Regions from separate parts of the Mus musculus genome. Here region 2 is linked to region 1. Evidence: chromatin contacts called from public Hi-C data. All regions are on one chromosome and are shown on one strand. The core of a region is the stretch at or near the end of the contact, and the rest is flanking DNA. Distances in the headings are between cores, read along the strand shown. Region 1 holds the start of Fam234b (family with sequence similarity 234, member B). Region 2 overlaps Gsg1 (germ cell associated 1).

Region 1 (6,725 bases), core at 3,331-5,830:
AAGAAGAGCAAAGGAATAGCATGCCCTCTAGGCTTAGGGGGAATCAAGTCCTAAGCATGACAGAAGGCAAACTAGCAGCTGCTACAGTGAAGCACCTAATTCAGTAGGTTCAAGAGTTTGAGGATAGCCTGGAAAACAGACAGTGAGATGGCTCAGTGGGTGCCAATCTTGACAATCCCCAGGACCTTGCAAGTTATCCTCTGCCTTCCACATGTGTGCCACACATGCATGCCCCTTGCCACCATCACACATGTGCATGCACACACACACACACACACACACACACACACACACACATTTTATAACCTTTTACTAGGCTAATTTCCCCTACTTGTGGTAACACATGCCTATGATCACAACACTTAGGAGGTGGAGGCAGGGAACCAGGCCTTTACAATCGATCTCTGCTGTATGGTGAGTTCCAGACCAGCCTGGGCTACATGGATAGTGGGAAGAGCGTAATAGAACTACAAAGTCCTCAGGGGAAGAACTTACAGTATAAAGTTCAGGGCCTCTGAAGTATGAAGTAAGCACCCCAGAACCTAGAGCCACCATTGTCTGCTGCCTTTAAAGATCCCAGAAGATTGGGATAGATCCAGACCAACCTTCGGAGCATAAATATTTGCATTTACACTAACACAGAGAGTATGAAAACAAACATCTTAGTTACTACAGACTGCAAATTCTGACTAGGCCAAGGTTTTTTCTATCCACAGAAAGATAACAGAAATGGGCAGAACAACAAGTCCCTGACTGGCCTTAGGCCATACTCAGGTCAGACATGAACCTGTGCTTCACAGTCTAGGACCCAGACTCACTCTGAGTCTGCTGCTTCCAGTGAGCACAGGTGGTGTGTGTGTGTGTGTGTGTGTGTGTGTGTGTGTGTGTGTGTGTGTGTAGTATGCACATGCGAGGTGTGATGTATATACAAGTGTGTGTGTGTTGTAATTGTGGTACACATGTATATGGTATGTTCGTATGTGTGTGTATGGTGTGTGTTACACACACACACACACATAATGATATATATGTGCAGTGTGTGTATATGTATGTATGGTATGTATATACATGGTATATACATATGTGCAGTGTGTATGTATGTGTATGTATATAGATGGTGTATATGTATGTATAGTGTATGTGTGTGTCTCTGAGAATGGTAGGTGTATAGTATATGTATAATGTATATACGCTGATGTGTGTACACATACCAGAAGAGGATGCCAGGAATCCTGTTGTATTGTTCTCCACTTTCTATTCTTAGAGAAAGATCTCACACTGAACCTAAACTAGGTTAGAAGCTAGCAAGTACCAGCAATCTTCCCTTTTCTACCCACTGCAGCACCGGGGCTACCAGGAACACGTGTGGTCATGGCCAGCTTTTTATGTGAGTGCCAGGAGGAATTCAAGCTCAGTTCCTCGGGTGTGTACAGTGACTGCTCTTACCCACTGAGCCATCTTCCCAGGCCCCAGTTTTCAGTCAATGAAATGTCTGCAAGGAGGCACTGGAGAGATGACTTAACAGCTGAGAGCATGCACTGTTCTTGCAGAGGACCTGCACTGAATCCTTCGCACTGACGTGAAGCAAGCTCCTGTACCTCTAGCTCCAGAGGGGATGCTATGCCTCCAGCCAGCAGGGGCCCCTTGCAAACACATGAACATGCCCATACAGATGCTCGCGCACACACGGGCACATGCACGAGCACATGCTCACATACACACTCTCACACACATTTATGTAATTAACTGTTTTATGTCTGCAAAGAATATAGGAGAAGACACTGGTTTCATAACACATAGATATAAAAGCTTTCTGGAGCCTGCTTTGTCTCCTAGGAGGCTGAGATAGTGACTCAAGTGTCCCTGCATGGTGCGGAGGAAGCATGCCTATGAAGGGAAGCAGCTGTGCTGTGCCCAAATGTCCTTAGGGAGATACACTGAAATGTGTGCTACCCTGTGACACCCGGCACCACAGCATATACGGTAACCTACACGTGCGATGGGATATGTACCTATACTAAAACAAATAACCCCCCAATCTAGGTTAGTTTATCTAGGGGCACAGACTCTCTAAGTCACATGCCATAAAACAAACCACAACAATAACATTGTGCTTTAACAGTCCCTTCAGTGTTTGACCTTCAAACTTTAAAACTAAGAAAACATATACCTGAGAGATAAGCTGCCCTACCAGCTTTATAAATGCCACATTGTCCCTCTGTTACTTATTAACCTCGTGCCAGGCCTGGGAGCCAAACACCTTTCCAACCTGAGCTCAGTGAACAGGTTTTAGATTATGAAACGCATCCCCAGCAGAGCTTTGTCCCTGGATCTGCTGGATGGACCCTTCGGTCGTATGCCACCCCCATGCGCTACTAACGACCAAAACTGTAGCTAATGTGTCAGAAGCTAATTAAATTCCAAAGGACGACCATCTCTTGTACCACTCCAAATAACCCTGTGAGATAAATATGCCAAGCAGTGTATGGCGCGTAGAGAATGTTCTAGAACAACACTACTATGGCAGATGAGGAAATGAACGCTTAAAGAGATAAAGCAGCTAAGCAAGTGAAGAAAGCATTTAGTCTGGGGCATGGCTGGGGATGCCACTCAGCTGGTCGCTTGCATGCCCAGCAATGCAAAGCCCTGGAGGGGCTCCTCAGCACAGAAGTCAAATCAAAACGGATCCAGTCAAATCCAGAGCCCCTCTCCTGCTCTCAGCCACCGTTCCCTTTGCTCCCTTCACACAGGAAAGTAGTAAGAGAGTTAACTAAGATAACACAGCCGGGACTACAGTCTCATCTTCCCAATTACACGCGGTATCCAAAAGCAGCTTTGAGAAAGCAACTTCTACCTAATGAAAAGCCACAAACCATATTTTGGGTAGTGAAGGGAAAGGGCCAAGGAGAGACCAGGAGAAAAACAAGCCAAAAGAAAGAAGAAAATCCACATCACTTACAGGAAATATAGATACTGTATGTAGGCCTTAGTATTGATCATAGCTCATCCCTTAGGGCCAAACTGCCTTCCAAACACAAGAATCCATCACCCCAGGCTGTCAGCTGATGAGATAACTGTAAGCCAACACACCAAGGAGTATTCTGTGCGCAGCACATTCTCAGAGTGAAGACACAAAAGAGCTCAGGCAAGCTATTCTCCCATTATTTTTTTTTTAATGATTATTTTGAAGAGTATACAAAAGGATTGTGTTTTTCTCATATTCGCCCGGTATTATCTCTTGTTCCACCTCCACTTGACTATAACTACCTCTTTTTTTCAGTGCTTTGGGGGGGGGGGGACTTGGCTCTGTGGGTGCTAAGTAAGCCTGTACCCCGAGGTACATTCCCTTTCTGTTTTATTCTCAGAGAGTAGCAATCATCTATGCTGAACTAAAACAAGAACTCTAAAAACAAACAAACAAACAAACAAAAAGGGCTGAAAATGCCTTTGACAAGATAGCATTCAAAACCCAGGGTACTTTCGTCAAAGTCAATGTATCCTGCAGAGAAAGCAAGCCTCTCTCTTAATTTCAGTATTGTGTACACTCCAAGACAGATCGTATCACTGTTCTTTCCAGAGTTCCAAGCAGCCAGCAAAGGGGAGAAAGATCTAAAGACATGGAGTCTCTTGTTATCTAAAATACAAGGCCGGTTTCAAGGTAGCAGACTAGAAACTCTTTGAGAACAAGGTCCCTGCAACCCTCCTAGGGCCTCAGGCTTACTATCAGAGCGACCCTTTCTAACGTGGCAGAGAAAATAACTGCTTCCTGTCTTATGTGATCAGCCAATAAATGCTTATAACTTAGTGTTTAATTTTTTTAAGTGGAGCCACAGATTTTTCGAAAGCCCTAAATGTTTAAATTTTGCCAACGACAGAATAAATACACTTTGGTTAAAACAGTGCAATTCAAACAGCACAGTGTCCTGCTGTGTGATCCCGTGTGATTCAATTAGCCATTTTCCTAATCTTTCTTCTTTCCTCCTGCACACAGGAGGAAGGAGAACACCTGTCTGGGCTAGCTCACAGCGGCAAAGCTGCTGTCAGTAAGTGGATGCTGTTCTGCCCAGGCCACTCACTTACAGTCCTGCAGCCCCCGGCTCCCCCTCTGGTCCAGCCCCAGATAGCAGCAGCTAGTCCCGGCGCTCAGGGAAGGATGCTCCAATGTCTGGCCTTCCCTTGGAGACTGCGACGACATGCGCTCTGACCTGACAGTAACCGTCTCGTCCCTCCACTTTCGACCCGGCCCCGCGCACCTCCAGCAATGTCTGCCCCGGGAGTCCCCGAGAGTCCCCAAGTGTCCCCGAGCGTCCCCGGTCCCCGACTCACACCCGGGAGCCCCCTTCCTCTACCCCGGACGCTGCAGCCCTCCCAGATAACAGCCAGGCCCCGCCGCGCCACGCCTCGCCTCGCTCATCTCCCCAGGCCAGGTCTCCACAGCGTGGTCGCGGGGCTGCAGACTCCTTACCCGGGAGCTTGAGAGCCCTGGACAGCACTGTCGCCATGGCGGAGGCCCCCGTGCGCGTGCGCGCGCCGCGTCCTGCCGGGAAGTGTAGTTCGCTGCGAACCGCGCGTGGGGCTGCGGGCGGGAAAGGTGTGACCTGCCGGGAGCCCAGCTAGGAGGAGGCGCCCACTGTCGCAGGTCACTGGTGCGGCGCGGAGCCAAGGTTGAGTCGCTTGCGCCTCAGCAGCCGGTAAGGAAAGTCATCTCTCCCCAACCTGTGTATGAAGAACCTAGAATGAGGTTGTAGATACTTAAGAAGGCGCGGGCTGTGAAGTTCGCGTGGGTTTGGAATTGACAAACTGAATTTGAAGCCTGCGTGCGCAATTTACTACCTGAGCCATCTTGGCAAGTCACTGAGACTCGGCTTTGTTTGTTTGTCTGTCCTGTCTGTCAGTCAGTCTGTCCATCTGTTTTGGAGCCAGGAGTCTCAATGGAAACTGGCTTTGTAGGTGAGGGTGACCTTGAACTCCTGATCCTTCTGCTTCCACTTCCAAGCACCAGATTTGTTTGTTTGCTTGTTTCACTTACTTATCTATGGCTCAGTGTGGTTGAGCTTGCCTCTCTGAGTTTGAGGCCAACCTGGTCTACATAGAGTTACAAGCCAGCCAGGACTACATAGTGAGACCCTGTTTACACACACACACACACACACACACACACACACACACACACACACAGAGAGAGAGAGAGAGAGAGAGAGAGAGAGAGAGAGAGAGAGATGTATTCATTAGTTTGTTTACTCATTTATTGGTTTATTTGTTTATTTATTTATATATTGAGATCATGTAGTATAGACTGGCATTGAATTGGCTATGTAGTTGAAACTGGCCTGGAGTTCCTAACCCCCCACCCCCACCCCGGCCTTCACTGTGTAAGTGCTGGAATTACAGACACACAACACCACACCTGGCTGGCTCTCTTGAAATGAAAATGATGCTATCGCCTTGTTGCTTAGAGAATTAAGCGACACCATCCTTTTAAAGCACACAGCTCCTGTGACTCTTTTCCCTGTCCTAAGTGCAGTCTGAGGTATGCTGTGGCACAGACCTGGGTTTCCTGATCTCAGCTCTTTCCAGGGAAGTATTTACACTCTACCTGCTGCTGCCCTGGCTTGCGAGGTCCAGCAAACAGGAGCTGACTGGTTTCTCACTCACAGGCACCAAGAGATGGAGCTAATACTGAGAGCATTAGCTTGACCCCGGAGTGTCTCAGTTATCTAGTCATGTCTCCCCACCGTCTGCTTAATGCTGATAAACCGTTTCTGTTCCACAAGAGTTGTTCTGAGAGTCGAATATAAACGTGCAAAACACTTAGCACCAACAACTAATGTTTCGTCAGTAACCTAGTGTCCTTCTGGTTGATGTCTTATTGCTGTTATTTGAGACAGAGTCACACTATGTAAACCAGGCTGTCCTGGAACTTCCAGAGGTCTATCTGCCTGCCTCTGTCTCCCCAGTTCTGAGATTATAGACATGTACCATAGCACATGGCTAATTAATGTTTTGATTTTTAATTTACTAAGTAATAAAATTGTAAATTTGGGGGCTAGAGAGATGGCTCAGTGGTTAAAAGCACTGGCTGCTCTTCCAGAGGCCCCAAGTTCAATTCCCAGCACCCACATGGCAGTTCACAACCTTCTGTTAACTCCATCAATGCCCTCTCTGGCTTCCTTGGGCACCAGGAACACACATGGCACATAGATAAGCATGCAGGCAAAACACCCATGCACATGAAAATAAATAAAACTTTTTAAATAAAAGGAGTAAGCCAACCTACACCACAATTAATATTAACAATGGTGTTAATTTTAATGACTTAACACTTAATGACTTAAGTGTTAATTCTTCTTTAACATTTGTCTTGTATATGTACATTTATTTATCTTGTGTATGTATGTGTGTGAGTCTGAGTAGATGCATACTTTTGAAACCCCATGCTCTCTTTCCACTGTGTGGGTGTTGGGAACTGAACCCAGGTGGTCAGTGCTGACCCAGGCACCACTAAGCCATATCACTGGCCCCTTACCTGCTAATACTTTCAGTGTTCTATAATTATTGAGATGTTCACTGTTTTCCAGTTTCTCTGCATATGCTTAAAAACCATATTTTATACCAATGTAGGTCATCCAAGGAAAGAAACAAGTCACAACAAGCAGGTAGCTGCTTGCCTGGTATCAGATTTAGTCATTAGAACACAGTCAGCGTCGGTAGCCCTGGAGTATGAG
Region 2 (6,725 bases), core at 518-3,017, 40 kb before region 1:
TGTAGCGGAGGCTGGCCGTGAACTCCTGATTCTCCTGCCTCAGCTTCCCAAGCGCTGGCATTTTAGGCGTTCACCACCCTCCACACATCCAAGCTGAATGCCACCTTTACTCGGAGCCCCTCCCCCTCCAGGAGTCCTTTCTCATTTTTCCTGAATAAACCTCCACTAGATCTGCTTTAAAAAAAAAAAAAAAACATACCAAGGGTACAGAAAACGCAGTAGGCTGGGCTCACAGTTCCATAATAACTGTACCTACAGTGGGGCTTTTCCACATCAGATCCTATCCATTTCCTCAAGCTGCAATGTGTTGTGACTGAGGACTCTAATCGGACCACCAGCCCCAGGTCAGCTTTGCCGTTTGCCCCAACCACAACCAGTCAGGTTTTGCTTTTTGCTCATCTTCTCTTTCTTTCTTTTTCTTTCCTTCCTTTCTTCCTTCCTTCCTTCCTTTGTTTTTCATTTGTTTTTCAATCAAGGTTTCTCCATGGAGCCCTGGCTGTCCTGAACTTGCTTCGTAGACCAGGCTGGCCTGGAACTCACAGAGATCTGCCTGTCTCTGCCTCCCAAGTGCTGTAACTAAAGACGTGTGCCATCTATGATGAACTCATGAGGACCTGAGTTCAAATCCCTAGGACCCATGTAGAAGGAGGACACAGGAGCATGTGTCTATAATCCCTGTGGATTATAGATTGAGAGGGATGGGAGGCGTGGAGAGTTCCCGGAAGCTCATAGGCCAGTTAGGCAAACAACAAAAGACATGTAGCCTCAAATAAGGTGGACAGATCCAAAAGGTTGTACACAGGAGACACACACAAAGAAGCAGAGAACTCTGGGGCTCAGGCTGCAAGTCATCGACTGTCAGGGATAACAGGCCCTGGGCCTGCCTTTCACCAGCCTTTGGCCTCCAGGCAGGTCTTAACCTCACAAAACCTCCTGTTTCCTGGGCTTCCCAAGATAGCAGCGAGATTTAAGGGTTTGGTTTCCCAAGTCTTTAGGAATGCTGTCGTTCCCTGCTGTGCTTTCTCCTTTCTGGGACCCACCCAGCTTCTATTCACACTCAGCTTCCACTGTAAATGACCCTGTGCCAAGGACCACAGCGTTCATAATAGTTGAACCCCACTAGAGCAAAAGGTGATGATGCCTGCAGAGCTGTAGCAAAATGTCTTCATGAATGATTCAAAAGGCTCAACTTGGGAACAGTTAAGTTCAAACAACGCTGGGCAGTGGAGGGACGGTTACTCCAGGATCAGGGTGAAGGGATCTCTTTGGCGAAGGGCATAAAGGGAAAAAAGAAGGGGTAAGGGGGTATGTCTGAGCCTGCCCACCACATAGATGAGAGCCTGAAGTCTAGGAGGTCTGGGAGATTTTATAGGGGTAAATAAACATACCACAGACAGAGGTATCAAAGCATGGCAGTCGGTGGCGAGTGGTGGAATTCAGTGCAGTAGACTACCTGTTTTCTCTTTGAGTACAAAACTAAGGCCGATGAAGTCCTCTGGTCTCCGTCCTTCACAGTAGCATGGCAGAAGGCAATATACTCAGGTCCCCATATCCCCCTAAAGACAGCGCCTAGCCTGTGGCAGTATGCATGGTGCTTCTCTTTCCAGAGTCAGACTCTTACTGGCCCTCCTTTGTGTTTGCCCCTAGCACAGCGTGGGTTTCCTTCACCTGCTGCATGGCGTCAGCGGTCACCACCTTCAACATGTACACGAGGATGGTGCTGGAGTTCAAGTGCAGGCACAGCAAGAGCTTTAACACCAACCCCAGCTGCCTGGCGCAGCACCACCGCTGTTTCCTTCCTCCTCCGCTGACGTGCACAACCCACGCAGGGGAACCTTTGTCCAGCTGCCATCAGTACCCCAGCCATCCCATCCGCTCTGTCTCTGAAGCTATTGACCTCTACTCGGCGCTACAGGACAAAGAATTTCAACAAGGGATCAGCCAGGAGCTAAAGGAAGTGGTCGAGCCATCTGTAGAAGAGCAGCGTTAGGAGTTAAGTGGGTTTGGGAAGCAGGCTAAGTCCTACCATAGGTGTCGCTCACTATCAACATCTGCTTAAGCAAACAAGTCTCCTGAGCCTTATTTTTAGAAGCTAAGAGTAAGATAAGAGAACCTCCCTGTGCCTCCCAAGTGCTGGGATTTAAAGGTGTGCACCACCACTACCCAGAGGGCATTGCTCTGCCTCCTTCTCCTTGACACTGCTTCACCCTATCTGTCTCCCATCTCGCGTCTCCAGACCCACCTTCTCTCTACCGATTGCTTAAGGCAGGTTCTAGACTACACGCTTCGGATAAAAAGGTCAGGTGTAAAACAGTTCCTACCTTTAAGAGTCTGGTAAGCTGTCTGGAAGTTGAAATGCAGCTAAGCACTTTGACGGTGGCTTATCTGTGGTGGACTAGAGTTCTTCTGGAAGTCACGCACAGGGAGATAGATGGAGACACTATTGAGGGCATCCTACACACTTGCAAGTGTCTTGAATGTTCATAGTAGCTTGTAAAGTATGATTAAATGGGCTGGTTACAGAGTTGGATAGGAGCCTCAGTGGTTCAGAGCACTGGCTATTCTTCCAGAACATTCCACTCCTGGTGGCTAATCACTGTAACTCCAACTGCAGAGGATCTAACGCCCTCTCCTGGCCTCCACAGGCACACGCATGCACATACAGCCAGACATACAGGCAGCCAAACCACCCATACACACAGAATAAATCTCAAAACAACTTGAAAAAAAAATAGGCTGGTTAAATGGCTCAGTGGTTAAGTACCTGCTGCACACGCCTGTCAGCCTGGAGTTGATTCCTGGATCCTTCAGTGGAAGGAAACATGGCACATATGATGATAAAATTTTAAAAACATTATTAAATATGGCCCTAGAAGCCATTAGGAAGGTATGGTACATGGAGGTTTCTATAGCATCAGGCCCCCTTCTAGAAATGGCCTCCCGGGTTCCCAGAGGAGACTCATACAGGGGTTTCTACCATGAATGAGACTGGGGCAGATGTTGCCCTCTGGATATCCACCTGCTCCCTCATCTCAGAAACTGGTCCCACTGTTTCCCTCCACGGAGGATGCCAGCTATCTACTCGTCTTTATTCTACAAGGGAAGTGAGCCATCCTGGTTAGCAGGGCAAATGAGAAAAGGACACACGTGTATATTCCTGTACACAGCATTTATTTGTTCTGTAGCAGTTCACATTTTAAACCTTACTTCCTGGCAACAAACCCCGGGCTGCTCCTCAATGCAGGTAACGTGGACAGCAATTCACATTCCTGGGGTTAGTCGGTATCACCGCACCACATGTTTGGGGGCCTGTGGGGGTGCTGTGCAGGGCAGAGGCAGGAGGGCTTACAAAGGAAGGAAGGGAGAGGCTGAGAGGAGGGGAGACCCTTGCCATGCAGACAGCACTACTGAGGTGTGCTCAGGCTGATTCTGTGGGCTGCCCTCATTGAACACTTCCTATCTTGAATATCTGGGGAAGTTGTTGCCTACAAGGAGGAGGGTTTAGAGGAGGCCTTTGACAGGAGGCCAGATGAAGCCATCTCAACCCTCAGCTACCTTTCTATAACCAGCTGCAACAGGAAGTAAGCCTAGAGTTTGCATTGCATTCAGCAGGGAAGCGATTCACACTTCTAGGAAGAAGTTAGGATGTTAATTCAGGGATATTGTCTGTGGAGCTTCCTCTCAGCTAAGACTCAACCAGCATAAACAGCCTCCAGGCCGAGCAACAACCCAAGCACTCCATTGAGCAGCCTTGTATCTTCCCCCTTCCTGCACAGGCTGGCTTCTCTGAGAACAACACTGCAGAGAACACTGGGCCTACAAGGGCTCAAGCAGGCCAGAGGACCCCCACCCATCTCCCGTGTTGGTCCACTGAAAACTAGTCCACACTCCAAACTATATTCTAAACCCTTTCACTGGCAGAAATTCAACTTACTAGAAATAACCTAGAATCATCTCCAGACTCTAAAGGATCCTATTCATTGTTTCCCCCTCCCCAAGGTCAACCTGGTCCCATATGACTTCCAAATATGCTTTTCTGCTCTTTCTGGCAGACGTACCAACAAGTCTGGTGAGGCCAATCTGCTGGGTGGTCCAAGGACCAACCTCTGCTACCCATAACACCTCTTGTGGGCAACTCATAGTTAGCCCCTTAAACCTAGAATCTACGTTTCCTGAAATTTATTAACAGAAGCTAAAAAGACATACATGCCCAAGTGAGATGAGAATCTGGCTTTCCCTCAAGAGAAGTGTGTTTTCATTGGCCACCATGAGAACAGACAGCATGACAGATAATGACATAGACATTTGAAAGAGTTAAAAGAGGTCACACACTTACCTAGAAGGGGGCAGAAAAGGATGGCAATAATTCTAAAGAACTTGGTCATTATAAAAAAGTTACAGTATTTACAAGAGAACTTTCTCAGAATATGCTTTCAAAGCTCTACAAGGAGGGAAGGACACGGGGCCAGAGTGGTTGCATACCGGACCCAAGAAGCAGAAGTCCAGAAACAGATCCCTGAATAAGAGAGGAAGCGGGAAGAGATGGAGATGCCCCAGAGAAGAAAGACTCAGGGCGAGAGGGCAGAGCTACGGCAGGACAAGGCCATGGGACTGAGGACAGTGCGCATGCAAACCCTCTGCCATTGCTGCAGAATCAAAGATCACAGCTGCAGAGCCATCAAAGCTCTAAGGGCTTGGCACAAGGCCCTGGTCCGAGGCACCCTTGCTCTCTCTGTGATAGAAGCGTGTCTGCACTCTGCGGGTGGAGAGTCTAGGAGACAGACAGATGAGCACACAGGATAACGAGCCCCCAGCACAACCTCCAGTGTTCCTCACTGCTGTGGAAAGGAACCACAGTATAGGCGGGCAGAGGGAAAACAGTGGTGCGCGACCCTCAGGACCAGAGATAGGCCATCCAGCCGCATCAAGATGGCCAAGCCAGATGAACTTCACCAGGACAGGAAACGGAATCCCTGAAGCTTGGGGCATATCTCAAGAATAATTGTTACAACACTGGGCACACACACACATACAGAGACACACACACATACACAGAGAGACACACAGGGCCTAAGGCAAAACAACATATATCCTGCTTGTAGGTCACTGGCTTTCCCCACAAGGGTTTATAAATTAAAGGTACAAAAAAAAATTAAAACAGCTATAAGATTCACATTTCCAAAGTATCCACACAGAGTTCTCGGGAGAAGGGGTTAGCGTGGGGACGGAAAGGTCGTGAGGTTCCCCAGCTAAGCGGACCATGCTACATCTCAGCTTCAACACGCTGCCGCAGGACAGTGATCCCAAGTGCTGCACAACCCTGAAGTCATCCTCTCTCAAGAGAACTGATGCAGGAGAGACAGGAGCCAGTCCGTCAAGTTGTTCTGAATCCGGAGAATTCCGTTGCACTAGATCTGTAGGGAAGGGGCCATTATTACCCTCTTTAAATGGGATTTCCAAAGCAATGGGAAATCTAAACATGGGAATGTTTCTTCCTTTCCCGGTCTTGTGGTTTAGTTCCAACAGTTTGTGAGTCCCAGGGACTTGGTCCTTCTCAATGACCAAGCTCTTCAACTTTAAACTTGTCCCAGATATTTTTTTAAGGGAAAGGGCTGGTGTTCTCAGCAAGGTAACTGTGTAGTATATAGTTTCTGTAAACCAAAGTTGCATAGACTTGAACATCATTGGTACCCTACCAGGAAGATCTACCCCATCCAGTCATTGGGATGGAAAAACACACACACACACACACAATGCTACATTTCTAAATACCTGAACATCCTACACAGAAGAAAACTAATTTCTAGAACTGTCCACTGATCACTAAACATGTGTCAGGATATGTGTGAGCCTTACACATAGATGTGATTTTAAAAAAAGAATTTTATTTTTAACTAAAAAGTAAAATCTAGTTACCTGGTAGGGAGAATCAACAAACTTTATCCTAGACAGGAATCTTCGCAGTTCCCCACGGCCAATTTTAGGGGTGGTCTCCTTCAGCTGGACCATCTGGCCTTCCATGAGTGCCCAGCGCAGGCTAAGCTTGCTGACCACCAGAGAGGTAGGGTGTCCTTCAGGGCTCATCCCTGTTGTCCTGGTGACATAAAAGGCATCTTTCCAGATGTCGTTGATTCCAACTGAGGAAGGACAAAGACAAGAAGCGGTTAGCGAGAGAGGAGTGGTTCCGTCCAGCAGTGCAGGTCATCATCACGAGCATTTATATGACAGGCACAAGGTCCTACACTCGACTCCCTGCCTTGTCTTTAAAATAGGAATCAGCCGTGCTTGTCTGAAAGGGACATGAGGTTCTTTTTTCCATACAGAGCTTTATTCACTTTATTCAGGCTCACTGGCACCTCCCCTTAACACGCTGTCACTGTGAGCTTCAAACCCAGCCAGCGTTCCTCCACCCCGTTGCTTCGGCTCACTCTGTCTCTTCCTCTGGAGCCACTCTCCTCTCCTCCTCTGCCCAGGGTTTCGGGTAACCATGGTGCTTTACTCTGGAGGACACATAGATGACCAGTATTGTCCTAGCTTGGAAAGCAGCCTTGAACTGGCTCTGTAGCCAAGGAGAAATGAGTTCTCCTGCCTCTACCTCCCCAGTGGTGGGATCAAACCCTGGGCCCCTTGCATTGCTAGGCAAGCACTCTGCCAAGTGTGCTACATCCCCAGCCCGTGGGATTCTTATTTACCATGCTTTATGCAGAAGATGCAAACCAGCTTAT

The links. Hi-C and Micro-C count contacts between places; a contact is called where the count stands out from the background.
Region 2: a Hi-C map of hematopoietic stem and progenitor cells shows a contact between it and region 1, with 2.0 times the contacts expected there. The contact joins the enhancer-like site here to the promoter of Fam234b in region 1. A contact is called at or near these places in 6 of 39 promoter capture datasets (HPC-7-derived erythroid cells, frontonasal cranial neural crest, hematopoietic stem and progenitor cells and 3 more), 2 of 15 datasets of contacts at CTCF or cohesin (large pre-B cells and pro-B cells), 28 of 484 Hi-C or Micro-C datasets (the 63-12 cell line, B cells, the C2C12 cell line and 20 more), 11 of 115 datasets of contacts at active chromatin or transcription factors (the 230-238 cell line, the HPC-7 cell line, the NIH/3T3 cell line and 7 more) and 4 of 9 other capture datasets (adipose tissue, liver, macrophages and 1 more).

Annotation. Positions count from the first base shown.
Region 1 is chr6:135,195,842-135,202,566 of GRCm38.p6, reverse strand. Fam234b (family with sequence similarity 234, member B) reads right to left here and starts at 4,580. Exons shown (of 13, transcript NM_028982.4): 1 at 4,466-4,580. The coding sequence starts at 4,502. Gm36533 (a long non-coding RNA gene) reads left to right here and starts at 4,543. Exons shown (of 2, transcript XR_869506.2): 1 at 4,543-4,691.
Region 2 is chr6:135,232,668-135,239,392 of GRCm38.p6, reverse strand. It overlaps Gsg1 (germ cell associated 1), which reads left to right. Exons shown (of 7, transcript NM_010352.2): 7 at 1,648-2,064. The coding sequence ends at 1,990. It overlaps Fam234b (family with sequence similarity 234, member B), which reads right to left. Exons shown (of 13, transcript NM_028982.4): 12 at 5,917-6,137; 13 at 3,153-5,414. The coding sequence ends at 5,409. Among named protein-coding and RNA genes, the nearest start is that of Gsg1, 18 kb to the left of the region's middle. Within about 2 kb of position 1,767, at least 45 of the 459 cell types and tissues checked have an H3K27ac peak or open chromatin away from gene starts, as enhancers often do. A contact at or near this core is called in double positive thymocytes, hematopoietic stem and progenitor cells, memory CD8 T cells and 1 more, where this site is marked.